2 separate regions of the Mus musculus genome follow, and region 1 is linked to region 2. A link is a contact called in public HiChIP or PLAC-seq data. All regions are on one chromosome and are shown on one strand. The core of a region is the stretch at or near the end of the contact, and the rest is flanking DNA. Distances in the headings are between cores, read along the strand shown. Region 1 overlaps Abcg2 (ATP binding cassette subfamily G member 2 (Junior blood group)). Region 2 holds the start of Abcg2 (ATP binding cassette subfamily G member 2 (Junior blood group)).

What was found. HiChIP or PLAC-seq counts read pairs in DNA pulled down with a chosen protein or histone mark.
Region 1: a contact with region 2 is called in an H3K4me3 HiChIP or PLAC-seq map of intestinal villus epithelium, with 13 read pairs. The contact joins the enhancer-like site here to the promoter of Abcg2 in region 2. A contact is called at or near these places in 1 of 39 promoter capture datasets (embryonic stem cells), 1 of 15 datasets of contacts at CTCF or cohesin (CD8 T cells), 5 of 484 Hi-C or Micro-C datasets (cerebral cortex, embryonic stem cells, megakaryocyte-erythroid progenitors and 1 more), 7 of 115 datasets of contacts at active chromatin or transcription factors (CD8 T cells, embryonic fibroblasts, embryonic stem cells and 3 more) and 3 of 9 other capture datasets (adipose tissue, liver and pancreatic islet).

The regions. Positions count from the first base shown.
Region 1 is chr6:58,676,723-58,679,422 of GRCm38.p6, reverse strand. It overlaps Abcg2 (ATP binding cassette subfamily G member 2 (Junior blood group)), which reads right to left. Exons shown (of 16, transcript NM_001381927.1): 10 at 1,065-1,147. Among named protein-coding and RNA genes, the nearest start is that of Abcg2, 38 kb to the right of the region's middle. Within about 2 kb of position 1,397, at least 7 of the 459 cell types and tissues checked have an H3K27ac peak or open chromatin away from gene starts, as enhancers often do. A contact at or near this core is called in intestinal villus epithelium, where this site is marked.
Region 2 is chr6:58,639,199-58,641,898 of GRCm38.p6, reverse strand. Abcg2 (ATP binding cassette subfamily G member 2 (Junior blood group)) reads right to left here and starts at 1,353. Exons shown (of 16, transcript NM_001381927.1): 1 at 1,272-1,353.

The sequences.
Region 1 (2,700 bases), core at 148-2,647, 37 kb before region 2:
CTGGTAAGGTTCCTGTGCGAATTGAAAACAGGGATGCAAAATCTACCTGTAGAATCGTATTATTCACAACTAAAGAGTGGGAGCAACACAAAATTTCAGGAACAGGTAATTGGATAAACTAGATGGATAGATAGTTAAACAGATAGCTAGACAGGTAGATAATGCACAAACACACATTGTGAACTAAATCAGCCTTATGAAGGCAAGTCTTACTAACTAAGCTGCAAAATGGATTAAGACATTACACTAAGGGATAAGTCAGTCATCAAAGGACAGATATTTACGACTCCACATATAGTAAGTCTCTACAGTAGTCAAATTTAAGGACACAGAGTAGGATGGCGCTTCCCAGAGGGAGAGATGAGGTGGGCACTGAGTAATTACTTAATGGATATGGCGGATGCATTGAAGAAAGTGCTCATCTGCAGTTGGATGTTGTCAGCACAGTAGTGTCAATGTTATTAATGCCATGGAAGTACATACTTAAAACTGGTTAAAAAGATATACTTATTTTTATATGGTTACATCAATACATACATATTTATGAGATTTGTGTGTACGAAAACGCCAGCTCTGCCAGTTTTCAAGTTCCGACTGTGATGGTTTGTATCTATTTGGCCCAGGGAGTGGCACTATTAAGAGGTGTGGCCTTGTTGGAATAGGTGTGTTATTGTGGGCATGGACTTTAAACCTTCCTCCTGGCTGCCTGGAAGCCAGTCTTCTCCTGTTTGACTTCTGAATAAGATGTAGAACCTCAGCTCCTCCTGTACCATGCCTGCCTGGACACTGCCATGCTCCTGCCTTGATGATTATGGCCTGAACCTCTGAACCTGCAAGCCAGTCCCAATTAAATGTTGTCCTTTAAAAGACTTGCCTTGGCCATGGTGTCTGTTCACAGCAGTAAAACCCTAACTAAGAAGTTGGTACCAGGGAATGGGGTATTGCTGTGATAGGCCTGACCATGCTTTTGTTTGGAAGAATGTGGATTTTTGGGACTTCAGATTTGGAAAGCCATGGTAATTTTTATCCTACAGAATGGGGAAAAAATATCCAAATTTACTTACCTATTTTGCATTCCAGCGGCATCATATTTCAGATCAAAGTAAATGGCACCAATAATAAGCCCCAGTATGACTGTAACAATTAACTTTTCAAAAAGAAAAATGAAAGAAAGAATGTCCATTAGAGGTTAAAATGCTTGCATCTTATTATTTTAAGATACATTTACAAAATCCAATCTCATAAGTATTTTAGACAGTAGGTTACAATTGGTTCCTGATAAAATATGGAACAGTGTATGTTACTAGACTACTTTTCACATTAAGCTGAAAATGAAAGCATTTGCTGCCAGGGAACTGACAAGTCAGCAGGGTGGGTAGGCCCTAGATCTACCAGTCATGGCCAGTGAAGTCCCAGGTGACACACTGGGTCCATGTACAGTACATAGGGCAACCTCAAAGGTTGTTTGAGACCAAACCAAAGTTTCAGAGTCTAAAAGCTTTGATCTGTAATGAACTAAGCTTTCCTGCTAATAAACAAAAAGTTTCACACAAGAATGAAAGCACGATGCCTTTTCTGTTAATGTTAAAGATAAAAAAAAAAATTAAAGCACACAGGAATAAATTCTGACAATGGAATTTTGGATGCTAAGGAAGTTAGAGTGAACTGGGCCCCACCTAAGCGAGTTTTAGAGAGTCCATGCCTGTGAAGTGTCACTGTCACAATGAACACAAACGAATTCATCCATCCACCTTGCTATTTTTGGGCGTATCCAAGCTTCTATTACCTGTGTCCTCTCTCATTGCATGTCCATCCACATCAGCAAGCTATGCGCCTATGGTTACCACAACATACCTGAGTTGCTAATTCTCTACATCCTCACATACATATCCATCTGTGCACCTACTCTATATGTGCATCAAGGAGACTGCATCAGGATCACTTTGGAGAAAAATTCTTTTAAAGATGATTCAAACAGCAAGGGGTGTAGTTTGGAATAGTGAGTACTCCTAAAATTATACTTTGGAAGACTACACTTACTTATATATGTGCAAACTATGTACTGATAGAGCTTTCAGAGTTTATTTTATAAGCTTGGCTGGCTTATGAAAGTGGTGCATAATATTATTTATCTAAAGGATTCTATTTATTAATATATTATTCACAGGTAATTTTAAAATATAATATTCGTCTAAAGAAAATGAAATATTCATTTATATATCTTGGATTTTCAAAACTGAAAAAAAATCTTAGTGCTTTAACAGTATCAAAATATAAAGTACAGCTTGAACAGAACTAAAAATAGTTATGGGCATACATTTAATGTTCTATGTAGCAAACACATTTGTATATATGAAAAAAGCCAAGTCTTCTGGTTCAAAAAATGAAGTGTGTGTGTGCATGTGCACATACACACGAGTGTACATGAGAGCAGACACCCAAGGAGGCCAGAAGTGTCAGCTCCTATTGGAGCTTGAGTTAGACATGACTGTGATTTCTCTAATGAGAGTGATATAGTAAACTTTAGTCCTCTGCAAGAGAAGTATATGGTCTTTAACCCCGACGGTATCTCTCCTGCGTGACATACAGTAATTTGTGAAGGCCATATTTGGCAAGAAGCAAGGTAAATTAGAAAAAGAGAATCATGAACTGTGAAGACTGGTGTGGAAATAACATATTCGGGAAAGAATGACAAATCTC
Region 2 (2,700 bases), core at 104-2,603:
ATTATAATCATGATGAGCTATGAGCCAGGCCAGTTTCCTGAATAAAGACAGTTAGGGTCATAGGCCCTCTGGGAGTCTCACTCTTTCTTTGAAGGATGACTACCTGGAATGCCATCAGAGGGAAGTCACAAAACGTACTCTTTATCCTGCAGGATAACTTGAAGGATTTAGGACATGTTACTTTAATTTCTAGCCATTTCCCCCAGGCTCAATACAAATCAGACATCAACCCAGCTTCCACAGTGTCTCTGATCTCACCAAGACTGCATTCACCCTTCCTGAGAAAATGCACATACCACTGAGATTAATCATCACTGGGGCAGGAGAAATAATCTTGGTCAACCCCTATCCACTCATATCTATTTTAAATAACTGTTATACTACCACCTTTGAATGAATCCCTAAACACTTCAGTTTTCTTTATAAGTAAATGAATTATGAGCTCAAACTCCCTCAGGGACTTCCCAGCGAATGGGAAACGGCTGTAAGGCAAAGGAAAAAAGTAACGATAAAAGTTAAGACTCGACTCTCCACAGAAACCTTTTCAGTATTATTTTGGTAACTACTGTAATAAGCAGGTCAAATTTTAAAGTTAATTATTAAAACTCAATAGCTTGGTATGACAGTGCCCTGGAATAGTCCCAGTGCTGGAATGGCTGAGACATCAGAATTGTTTGAGCTCGAGGTCTTAGGCAGTCTGGGAGTCATAGAAAGACTCCTTCAGTCGAAAATTAATAAATAAACGAATAGATAAATAAATAAATGAAAGTAGAAAAACGGAAAAGAGTAATCAGAATGCATTTCATCCACGCGTGCAACTGACAAAGAACAAAATGTAAGGTCAAAGGCAAAACATAACGATAAAAATAAGATTCAACTCTCCACAGAAAGGTTAGAAAGGGAACCCAGAAAGTAACAATACACCTAAAATTGAGAAACTTTAGGCCCGGGGTTGGGGTAGGTGCTCTTCAGTCCCCTTGAAAACTTCTCCACTGTGGGGCTGACTGTCGTTCAGGCAGTTTAATCTATCCATTCAAGAAGTCTTATCCTTTCCAAACAGTTGGAGCAAACAGGTTTGGACTTTATCCTCCTGCTATCACCGCACCGCACAAGCTTCTGGAGAAATGACTGAACTGTCAGTCCTTGTTTCCTCCTCACTTTCACAACCCACACCACGCGGTCCCCCTCGCCCCCACGCCGAGCCCCACAGGGCCGCCACTCGCCCCCGCGGCGCCTAGCACACTCCCGGAGCTTCCCCGCACTCCGCTCACCTCGCGGTCCCTGGCGGAGCAGCAGCCGCGCCAGAACTCGCACACACTCAGACCTGCACACGCTCGCCCGCCAGGAGCGTCTGCCCGCCCCGCACAGGCGCCCGACCGCCGTGACGTCAGCTCGCGCCGCCCCGCAGCTCGCCGGCAGGAGAAGCCGGTCCCAGGAGCAGCTGGACACATGTGGGCGGGGGGCTTCCTGTGCTGCACAGGCTCCTGGACGGAGGGCGGAGAGCGGAGAGCAGAGAGCCCCGGGTCATGGCGGAGGCAAGGCGCTGACCTGCGATAAGAAGCCTCGGAAAGAAAATATACTCAGAGTACCTTCACCCTGTGAACCTGGAGGACCCACAAGATACCCAAGATGCAATTTAGGCAAATTACTATTATAACTGTGGCAGGCTGGGCTTTGTGTGGACTCTCCCGGGATTTACGGAGATGGGGTGGATGGCCTTTTGATGAGAGGAAGAGAGCTGCTCCTAAAATGATCTGATTCCCTACTTGTTTGGGAACTTTACCAGGCAGCTGCCCAAAATGGAAGGGTCCTATGCTAGAAGTTGGGGACTTCACTTAGGTGGCTGTACAGAATGCCATAGGGAAAAAAGACACTGGAAGACACCAAATTCATCTCATGAGGGTAAAACCTCCTAAATCCAGGTAATCCCGAGAAACACAGCTATGGCTACAGTCTTAGGGTTTCTATTGCTTTGATGAAACACCATGACCAAAAGCAACTTGGGGAGAAAAGGGTTTGTTCTGCTTACACTTACACACCATGGTCAATCATCACATCTCTCCACCTCCCCCTTCAATTATTTTAAATTTTTAATCGAGAAAAATAAATGCATGATCAACTTCTACTCGGGTCATGTTACAAGAAAAAAGTACTGATCATGAGTTTCTCTCCTTAGGAAATCAACAGCTACAATGACTGGCTACATTTTTTTGTCACTGGGATAAAGGTCCCTTTTTCATGTCTTGGTCTTGTTAATAAAAGATTCAATGATTGACACCATGGTCAATCATTGAAAGCAGTGAAGGCAAGAGCTCAAACAGGGCAAGAATCTGGAGGCAGGATCTGACGCAGAGGCCATGGTGGAGTGCTGCTTACTGGCTGTATCATGGCTTGCAAAGTTTATTAGTTTGTTTTATAGAACCTAGGACCACCAGCCCAGGAAAGTCTCCCACCTGCAATGGGCTGGGCCCACCCCATTCATCACTAATGAAGAAAATGCCTTAAGGGCTTGCCTATAGCCAGATATTAAGGACACCTTTTTTCCAATTGAAAGCCCCTCTTCTCAGATGACTCTAGCTTGTGGCAAGTTTAATAACAAGATAGTCCAGGCACTTGACCCTTTGTGAGCCAGACACATCAACACAACACTATTTAACAATAACTTTTCTTTTTTTAACATTCCCAAGATCTTAATAAACA